2 separate regions of the Mus musculus genome follow, and region 2 is linked to region 1. The links are chromatin contacts, called in public Hi-C maps. All regions are on one chromosome and are shown on one strand. Each heading gives the region's core, a stretch centred on a gene start, on an enhancer-like site or on the middle of the called end of the contact. The rest is flanking DNA. Distances are from core to core; before and after follow the strand shown.

Region 1 (5,310 bases), core at 844-3,343:
TCAGGGCTCTAGTGGCAGACATGAGGCTGTGGCAAACTGGCTAGATAGACTAACACATTAGTTGACATAGGGCTTAGCAAGTGACTGCCTGAGTAAATAAAGTAGAGACTAATCAAGGAAGATAGATAAAAGTGACTTTGGGCCTCCCTATGCTTGTGTACACACTTGCACCATGTCCTCTACATACATGTGAAGAGATTTAGGATTGGGAAAAATCCTTTCCTAATTTGTTGGTGGTCTTTTGGTCTTATTGACAGTGTTTTTTGCCTTACAGAAGCTTTGCAATACAGCATTTTCAACAAATGGTGCTGGCACTGCTGGCGGTTATCATGTAGAAGAATGAAGCCCCGTACAGTAGAACATGTATCTATATCTGTATAAATATAACACACATACAAACAAAAACAAACAACAAGAAAGGTCAGCTGTTGATTCTTCTTATCTGGTTCTCATACTTTGTCATATGAGAAACATTATCTTATATTCTCATCAAATTATTTATGTTGCCACCAAACCTGACAGGAAAACTGTGATGTTCTTTGTGTTTTCGGTTACTCATTCAACCGCTCCAACCAAACTCATGTGAATGGTGGTGGGGGGGGGGGGTGAAGAGTCTGTGCCCAAGTTCAACACGTCTCTATTATATTAGTAAATAGCTCACAGTTCCAAGAGCTGATTTTGGTCTATGTCAAGGAGGAAGTTCCCATCAAAGCATAGATACAACACTGATTTGACATGTGCCTTACCACACAGCTATTTGTTAAAGCAGCGGGGCTATAGTAACACTTGCCTTAGTCATCCCAGTGAATAAAGACATCAGAAAAGTTGCTGTTTCCTGAAATATTTAGAAATGTATGCTTAGAAAAGATGGCAATGAACTCCAACAACCCTGTAGCATGCATGATACCTTTCATTAGGAATTTCCTTTCTGACATGCATCTACAATGTGATATTTTAGAATCTCTCTGCTTAGATATAGTTAAAGGACATTAGGGGATCTGGAAAGCTTATATGCTGCTAATCATAGCTGCTGGCTAGAAATGTGGTGGGAAATAGTCCTTTTTTCATAGTCATTAACTCTGCGTTCACACATGGGTTTCATTTCCATATCACATGCTTCTATGAAGGCTCCTGACTCCAAAAGGGGTCAGGATCTCAGCTGTGGGCTCTCAACATCTCTTGCAATCGCATCAAGACAGGCAAAGCTAGAAATAAACCAACCAACCAACCAACCAAACAAACAAACAAACAAACACCACCCCAAAACAGAAGAAAGAAAAACCAAACCAACCAAACAAAAACCCCTGTGCATTATGAGGCTGGGGTTGGGCCATTAGGCATTAGTCATACAGAAATGTAAAAATGTCACTATAGACACTTTGTAGGTTGACTGTCTATACTTCAGAATACAATTTCTATGTTTATAATTTCATTAGGACCATCTTGTCTCCAATGGTAAGAGAGAAATAGATTCTGGAAATAAAGGAAGCTTGACTTGATGCTGAGTCACCCCAGCAGCACAGAACACTGAGCCAGGAAAAATATATGTGCCACTGTTGGGACCAGCTAAAGAGTTGCCTCTTATTCCACACAGTATTCAAACAGTGATGCAGCAGTGTGGTGAAAACAGTGGAGGGCTCTGTTCTGATTTTAATTCCCCAGGCTCATGTGGCTATAGAGAAAGAGCAAAGGCTTACAACATAGTGCGGCTTATCTAATGAAGCTTTCCTGATAAATAACTCAGCATAAAATAACCGTAGGCACAGTGTTTTCTAAAGTTCCACCCAAGCCTCTCTATTCCTTACATTTCACCTCTCTTCATTTTAGAGAAAGGTTTTATTTTCACAAACAATAAAGATGACACCCTACTAAGGACAGATAAAGTACTCAAATGATGTTGCCTGACAAGGAAAGGTCACCAGTGAATTTAGTCTTCAGGCACCAAGTAAAATCGAGGATGTCTGAACACAGTCCAATCAAAGAGCCCAAATGGGAGGCTCAGCTCTGAAGTGGGAGGAAGTGATAACCTCACAGACTGTCAGCAAAATTCCAAAGCTGAGCAAATCCACCGATTCTGGAGGAAAGCCCGCTCTCTTTATCTTTCTGGTTCACTTTGCACATGCTGTTGGGAAGTGTTGAAGTCGACTGCATAATTCATGCTCACTGCAGTCTAAAGCATAATGAGAGTTCGTCCAATTTGCCAACACTTTGAAGAAGAAGGGTGTTCAGACAATAGCAACCACGGTGCTATAAATGGACCCTGATGAGGGCAGGAAGTCAGCCTTCTCTTAAGTCACTCCCTGGCTCAGTAAAGAAGTCTGACCTCTGCTGTTCTCGACAGTGCTGAAAGCATTAGCATCTTCAACACTGTATCCTCTTCTAGATTCCTAAAATATCCCCTGCTTTTCGGCATGCAATTTAAGCAAGAAATACTTGCAGCCTTTTAGATCAGGCCATCTGGGAGTTAGGTGGCTTTGATCGTCTGGTTTAGTCCTTGCCCTTTGCCCAATCCATTGCCCCTCTCTTTAAGACGTAAACCAGACTCATTTGGGAGCAAAATTATGTGTCCAAGATTGGAAAACAGAAAAAAGATGTGTCCAGAAAAAAAATGCCAGATTTGACTAATTTTTAGGTCATGCTTTAATGATCAGGCGAACAGATTCAGGCATGAATGTCACATCTGTTCCTTGAAGATGAATGATCAATTCAGTCATATTCAGTGTAGAAGAATTGTTTGAACCTTATGAAGAAATGTTTCATTTCTTCCCTAATTTTTTCAGATGGAAGATTGGCCTGAAGGGGAGGATGGTTACATAACTAATACTAGTTACTTCAGCCATTAACATGTGGAACTAGAGGCAAACTTGGATTTCCTATGCCTCTGCCCTAACATTCTGCAGGCTGTCCACCCACCAGGAACAGGAAAACAGGAACAAAATGGAATAAAAGTCTTTTTTTCTTAAATTTTATTTTTATAAATGTATATGTATGTATGCATGTACTTTGGTGTGGACACATGTATGTGTGTATACATGTGTGTGCATATGCCCATGTGCACACATGTGCATATGTATGTGTGCAGGCCACAAAAGGATGTTAGATCCCCTAGAGGTGGAGTTACAGGCAGTTGTGAGCAACCTATCTATGGATACTGGTATACTGGAAACCAAATTTGGGTCCTCTGAAAGAACAGTAAATGTTCTTGACTGCTAATCCACCTATACATTAACCCCTCAATGGACTTCTTTATAATAGCAAAAATATCTACATGCTGATTTAATTTATTTTGTGACCAATATCTTAGTGTTTAAGGCAGAAAGTAACTTGCATTATAGTCATGATGTCTTGGTTGTAATTCATTAAATAAAATCTTAACGTGTGAAGTGGAAAAATTATGGTGAACCTACAAAGAATAAGCCAGGAATAAAACGAAGCAAGCTAAGACTTTGGGATTAATGCATCCATTTCCCGGGAAGACAACTGGAAAATGGAAGTTTGAGGCAAGCATTAAGTATGGACATTGTGCCCATACTTACACCTTTGAAGGCATAAGTTCTGAGAACTGGGTTTGCAAGACTGCAAGTTTAAAAAAACAAACAAACAAGAAACAAAACAAAAAGGAACTTCATCAAACTAGTTGTCAGCCTCAGCCTTAATAACCCTGTGAGACCAAAAGAATTAAGCACACATGGTAGGTGTTGCTTACTACAATGCTTACCAACAATGGAATAAGGACCAGTAATGTAACTCTGTACCATACAACCAGTCATTTCTTTGCTAAAGATTAAAGGGGAAAATTGAGCTCTTTATCTCTAGTTCCTGCAAGAACTGGCAGAAGCTCTCATTTTATAGAGTAGAGAGACTTCGTAGAATATAGGAGGGCATGGAACAAGTGAAAATCCACTTTGATCTTAAATAATGTCAGAGATTCAAGATTTAAACTAAAAAGAAACATTATATGTATTTTATTCAATTAACGTTGGTTTTATGCACTAAAGGTTCTCAGGTTTAGATGTCTTGATGTCTGGCTCTTTGATCTTTTTATCTTAGTTATTCTAATCACATAGAATTGACAGGAGGTTGCATGACAGGTTTAAACCGAGCTTGTAATGGTATCCAGTATACAGTAGGCATATATTAAGCAACTGCCTTTAAACCAATCCTAGTTAAAAGTGTCCTCCTAGCATGTCACTCACAGGGAGGGGAAGAAGATGAATGCTACATGACAGATCCTCAGGTGAAATGAGCAATCTACAGCGACATGGTCATCAGTGGAATCTACTGGAAAAAACAAGAGGCCTGGCGACCAAGGGTTACTCTACCATCTAAATCTTATCACTTAGGTGGTTTTAATTAACACCGATGTCCACTTAATACCTTTATTCACTACTATTACCAAATAGATGCAAGATCTTGCCCACATCCATATGAAAACTTTTAGCATGTTATAATCAAAAGGAAAGTGTGTTCCTAGCCTCATAGCACACTGAATAGTTTAGGGAATTCAGCACTTTGAAATGATCAAGCAAAACTGTTATTTTTGATGGTCAATTAACTAGTTATTGTCTACACAGAAAAAAAATCTGCCTATCTCTTTATCTCAAATAAATGATGATGTAGAATTGTTGGTTGTGTTTTTATTACACTATTGTACTTTGTATTAAAAAGTACAGCCAACTCAATAGAGAGAGAGAGTATCATGTATTCCAGCAAAGGCAAAAGTACTCTTCAATGATTGGGTGAGGAGAACTGCAGTGCTGTGGCAAGTTTATTAGACGCAGTACTCTATGGGCCAACACGAAGCAAAATAGGGATGATCTACAGTTTCAGAGCTGAGGGGGGAATCTTCTGCCAGGGCTGCAGAGGCCACACACCAGAAGGTAGAAGGTAGATAGATGAAGCAGAGTATCTAGGAGAGTACAATTGGATAATCAGAATGAATGATGAGCTGATGATAGTGGTGATTGTGATGGTGGTGGTGGCGGTGGAGGTGGAGGTGGTCATGGTGGAAGTGGTAGCAGTGGGGGTGGTGGCAGTGGTAGTGGTAAAGAGTTTATGAGACAACTAAAACTACCTTGCCTGTGCATCCCAGCCTGATCATGCTGGCTTTGCCTGGATTTGATGAACTTTCTTGAGTATCTTGATATCTGACTGTATGGGTGGAAATTGCACAGCATATTTAAGTATCATTTCTAACACTGGCTGGTATGCTTGGTCATATGTTAATTGACTGCTATCTTAAACTCATGTCCATAACTCTGCTTTCTGATTGGTTACTCACAGGAATACAAAGATGATGCTCCAAGACAG
Region 2 (5,403 bases), core at 2,693-5,192, 180 kb before region 1:
GCATTTGCAAACAGTTCAAGATATTGAGCTATCATGAGCACTTCTGTAATACAAGTGAGATCATATGCCATTGGTGAATCGAGTCTTCAGTATGATCCACGAATCATAGCAAAAGTTTTAATAGGTGAAATGGGTTGAAAAGAATTTCAAATCAGAACCGGTAAGAATAGAGTTTTTGAGCTAGCAGTAGTAGTCTGTTTGCTTATGTTGAATGATAATGAATATTAAATGCTAGCAATCACACACAGAATTCCCTTCTGAGGTTTGCACCCAGCTCTCCTACTTTGGTCTCTCTTGCTGTGATCATTACCACAGATATAAGCAAATGATGATTGCTTTCATAGTTGTCTATATTTGTGTTCCATTGACTTTGATGTCTACCTACAATAAGATAGACACGTCAGACATCAACATGCAAGTGTTTATGTAGGCAGATGATAGTGTGCATATTCAGCATGACTTCTCAATATAGTGGCAAAACTCAGAAAAACACAAGTATGTGTATGCTTTAGACTGGGTGGGGTTGTGAGGGGAAAGGTCTGCTTTAGCTTAGATGTTACATTGAGGGAACCCATAGCAGAAGCTCTAAAGAGGGGATCTGGATGCAGGAACTCAGGCAAGTCCACAGAAGAATAGAGGAATGATGTTCACTGATTTAATGCTTCATCTGTTTTTCTTAAACTACTTTTCTTATACAGATAGGTCTATCTACCTAGGGATGGCACACCCTATAGTGGATTGGACCTTCCCTTATGAGCCAGCAATCAAGAAAGGTACTATGGATGTATCTGAGGGAGGCAATTTCTCAGTTGATGTCTCCCTTCCCAGATGAACAAAGTTAGCTAGTACATCAGCTAACAGGTGAATGGGAGTTTGTTACTGAAGGCCGAAGACAGGAGTCCTCAGAGAGTACAGAACTGTGTTAAAATGCAGATGACAGAAATATCACAATGCGGTTTGGATTTTCTAAGGTCTACTTAGCAAGTCACCAGGGAGCTTTCTCATTTGTCCTCACTCCCCCACCTGACAGGCCACATCCTTTTTATTTCTATGATTGGCACCAAAGACAGACGGAGTCAGCAGCATCTATGAGTGCCTGGACTGAGGGCTTCCCTCAAGCTATCACCTCTGCTTCTTCTATTGGCTGAGACAAGTCACATGGTCCAATCTAAGATCAGAGTAGGTAGGAAAACATCATCTCCTGCTCTAGCAGGAGGGACTCTAAAATTTCATAAGGTCCATAATACCACCTGCCACAGCTCACCTAAGACTCAACCAGTCAAATAATAAGACACAATCAGAGAAAACATGAATTTGAGGGCTAGCACTGACCCTTGAGTAGGGTAACCTTTCCTGCCCTTATTTCCTACAGGAGTATAGTAGAAATACATTTTCTTCAAAGAATGTTGGCTATTGAGAAGTATACCTTATGAATTCTAGTTACTCTGTACTCCTATGAAATAATATCAGTTAACATCATTGACATTATTATAATTTTTATCATTATTTTTGTTACCATTAATTGGGTCTTAAAACAGCTCAAGCTTTTCTTCTCTCAGTCAAAGTTACCATATGCAAATTTCTCTTCCAAGTTTTGCTGTTAGACATGAAGCATGTCACTTGTGCCCATAAGCATGGACCAAGCCAAATAAAATAAAAGTTATAGAACACATATCATTCTGTGTTGCTCTTGGCTCAGCCCCCATGGCTTTTGAAAAGGGGAATGTAAAATGAAAGGTACTCATGGAGGAGGGAAATTTATAGAAAATTTTAGGACAGGTGGAGACTCCCAGCAGCCATTGGTAGGTGTGGTGGGTTGAATATACTTGGCCTAGGGAGTGGCACTATTAGGAAGTGTGGTCTTGTTGGAGTAGGTATGGACTTTGTGGAGGACGTGTGTCATTTTGGGGTGGGCAATGAGACCCTCCTGTAACCATGTGATAGCCTGTTGTGTTAGAATACAAGAGACAACCAGCATCTTCTCACTCTGCAGTGGGACCGATCATCCTCACAGGAGAGTGCAGGGAGAGGGGGGTAGGAGGGCTCCTGGGCTGAAAGGGATGAAAACACAAATAGGCATGAAAGGAGCCTGTAATCTCAGCCCTCAGGAGGGGGAAAAAAAGGGGGATCTGAGCATGACCAGGCTAGCTCTTAGCCAGACCATACCAGGCCAATACAATTTCATCTGGGGTTTATTGTGGGGGGAGAGGGCAAAGGTAGTGACAAAGATAAAAGAGAAACAGAGACAGAGAGAGGAGGGAGGTCAGAAGGGTCTGCCTTTTATTCCGGTTTTGGCATAGCTGCTCACAGGTAAAGTTGGGAGGTGAGCCAAGTGGATTCTGGGAATGTATGGTGGTTGCCACGGCAACAGATGCTTGGGTCCCTGTTGCCTATATGTGATGATGTCATTGCATTCAGAGACAATATGCCATGCTGGTTCCTGAGACCAACAGAGCCAGCCTTCTCTTACTGGTCTTCAGATAAAGATGAAGAACTCTCAGCTCCTCCTGCACCATGCCTGCCTGGACACTGTCATGCTCCTGTCTTGATGACAATTGACTGAACTTCTGAACCTGTATAAACAGCCCCAATTAAATGTTGTCTTTATAAGCGTTGCCTTGGTCATAGTGTCTATTCATAGCAGGATTGAACTTCTGAACCTGTATAAACAGCCCCAATTAAATGTTGTCTTTATAAGCGTTGCCTTGGTCATGGTGTCTATTCATAGCAGGAAACCCTAACAAGGACAGAAGAGAACATGAGGTACTTCTCTTCTAAGTGCTATTTCTTTGGAAACAATTGGAAACTAAATTGTTTGGGAAGACCGACTGTGGAGTGATTGCATATGACTGGGACAGGCTCTCTGTGGTGGCACTCCAGCTTTAGTTGGATCATCTTTGAAACAGGCACCCAATACTCTCTTGCTCTAAACTTGTCTCCATATTTCTTTCATTTTTTGTTTAGTGTCATGGTTGAGGCTCTCATGGCTTGTAAGAAAAGAAAGTGTGGATCTATTTTTATGATGCATATTCCTGGGTTGGCTAAAATAGGCCTCCTTGCCTTTCTCCCCTCAACTGATCAGCTAATTGGAGCTATTTGTGTTTATTTCTTATGCAAATAAAATAATTACCTTAATTATCTACCGAGATAAACTCTTCCCTTTTTTGCATTGATGATGTTTCTGAGTAACAATTTGACTTATTTCGGAAAGAGCATGTCATAAAAGTTCAATTTTTACCTAATAATTACAAGTAATAAATTTAGTTGTTATAGATGTTTGATTATTTCAGTATAATTTCTTTTTAGGATCCATTTAGATTCATCTTTCTATATTTAGCAGTTATTTCCCTTTCATTTTTTTCCAGTAATGTTCTTGCTATCCTTGTTTGTGTGTGCATGCATTTGTGGTACGTATATGTACGCACAGGTGTATGCACCTGTGTATGCCTGTATGGGGGGGGGGGTGGCAAAGTTAACACAGATGCCTTCCTTATTTACAAGTATGCTCTCTAACTGAATCTCGAGTTTCTCCATTTTGGCTAAGAGCTAGCCTGGTCATACTCAGATCCCCTTTTTATTCCTTCCTGAGGGCTGAGATTATAGGCTCCTTTCATGCCTATTTGTGTTTTCATCCCTTCCAGCCCAGAAGCCTTCCTACCCCCCTCTCCCTGCACTCTCCTGTGAGGATGATTGGTCCCACTGCAGGGTGAGAAGATGCTTGTTGTCACTTGAGCAAGGCCTGGTTTTACCACTACAGTGGTTTACACAAAGTGGGCTGCTTTTGCCAATCCGGAAAAAGCTTTAGCAGCAAGCACTGGGCTGGAAAGATGGGTGCTTACTGAGCTATGCCTGTCTCAGCTGTTCAGGAAGCTGCTCTACTAAACATAGCAGAATCCCCACCCCCCCTCCAAAGCCAGTCCCAGCTGGCAAAGCCCACCTGGCTCTCCTTTGGCAACCTCTTTGCCTGAATGATTGAGTGGCAGCCGAGAAAGCCCTCCAAGAATGGGGGGCCTGTGGCCAAGTCCTTCATTTCTCTAGCTTCATTGAACAGCTCTGGATCATTTTGCAAAGCCGTGACACTCCTCAAGATAACTCAATCCAAAGGACCAGCCAGATAACGACCCCACAGTCCTTTTTGATTCCACGAGTGTCTGAGTGTAAGTTCCAGGAAGCCGGGTTTGATCAGCTTACGGGGATCTTTGTGGATCACAGGGCTTTCTCGGAGGGACAGGGATCTGTTCCCTGCTTGTTCGGTGAGCACAACACTTGCATTATTATTTGCACATTTCTGAAGCTTTACCGAGGCAAAAAAACCCCTTCAGTCTCCCTCTTGGGGGAGGCAGCTTTCCTTTACAGCAAGAGATGTGGCACTTTCCTAATATAAACGTGCATACAAGGTTTGTAATATAAAACTCCTGCAGGCTTTCCTTGATGTCTCCCTTCTGGCTTAAACTGCTGGGTGTGACTAGTTTAGAAGCTGTCAAAATGACATAAAACAGTTATTAAAACCACTGGCTGCCTCACTGCCAGAGGGCAATATTGTTCCATAAATAGTCTGCACTGCAATAGTGCTCGGAGCAAGGCGAAGCCATCAACCTTAAGGCGGGAGGCATTTGTAGCACAAGGTAAAAATGCAAGCACATGTGGAGTCCCACACATGAATAAACGGACCCATTTTTTTCTTCAGCTGCAATTTGGGCAAATAGGTACAAGTGAAACACCGGTACTCAGTATCTATTTGAGCACCTAAGTGAACATGTAATTGCACAATGAGCCTTTCACAGAAACTCAATTAAACATGTAAATTATTGTCTAATGTCCCCAGCAGCCAAAGAATATTTTCCAAGTCTGTAGTCATTATCCTCTATCATGCATTTGTGCATCAAAGTACACATTTCTATAATTAAATGACAATTATTTTTACTTCTCTCCCATTAGTAATATTTAAAGTCACAAGTATTCTTCTCTTTGGTGCTTGAATATATTAAGTTTTTAGAGGAAGTACCCATTAAGGAATTAGTGGGTGTCCATAGGGGCAAACTTTTAGTATCCATATCTTTGGAATGGTAAACCAAATAAAATGATCCTTTAAAGAACAGAATTATATGAATGAGTTATTCTGAAATATTTTTGAGGAAGTCCCTATAGCATATTCTTGGAGATGAATGCTGATAACTTTAATGAAATATTAACAACCTTGAAGGTTAACACTAAATAATTATTTGCTTCCTTAAAAAGATAACTATCTATCTCGGGAAACTGGAGGCGGTTGTTTCTTTTGTATAGTTTATGACATTGGTTGTGAAAAGGTAATGACAATATTTGGAATCCCTCTGTGGGTCAGGATGACCAATGAACAAGAATTGGGGACTTGGCTGGCTTTGCATCAGTGCTTCCTGGACG

The links. Hi-C and Micro-C count contacts between places; a contact is called where the count stands out from the background.
Region 2: a Hi-C map of cranial neural crest shows a contact between it and region 1, with 2.4 times the contacts expected there. The contact joins two enhancer-like sites. A contact is called at or near these places in 3 of 484 Hi-C or Micro-C datasets (cranial neural crest, nephron progenitors and pancreatic cancer cells).

Annotation. Positions count from the first base shown.
Region 1 is chr2:141,873,439-141,878,748 of GRCm38.p6, reverse strand. The region is part of intron 8 of Macrod2 (mono-ADP ribosylhydrolase 2); the gene reads right to left. Among named protein-coding and RNA genes, the nearest start is that of Gm25583, 240 kb to the right of the region's middle. Within about 2 kb of position 2,093, at least 24 of the 459 cell types and tissues checked have an H3K27ac peak or open chromatin away from gene starts, as enhancers often do.
Region 2 is chr2:142,057,185-142,062,587 of GRCm38.p6, reverse strand. The region is part of intron 8 of Macrod2 (mono-ADP ribosylhydrolase 2); the gene reads right to left. Among named protein-coding and RNA genes, the nearest start is that of Gm25583, 420 kb to the right of the region's middle. Within about 2 kb of position 3,942, at least 39 of the 459 cell types and tissues checked have an H3K27ac peak or open chromatin away from gene starts, as enhancers often do.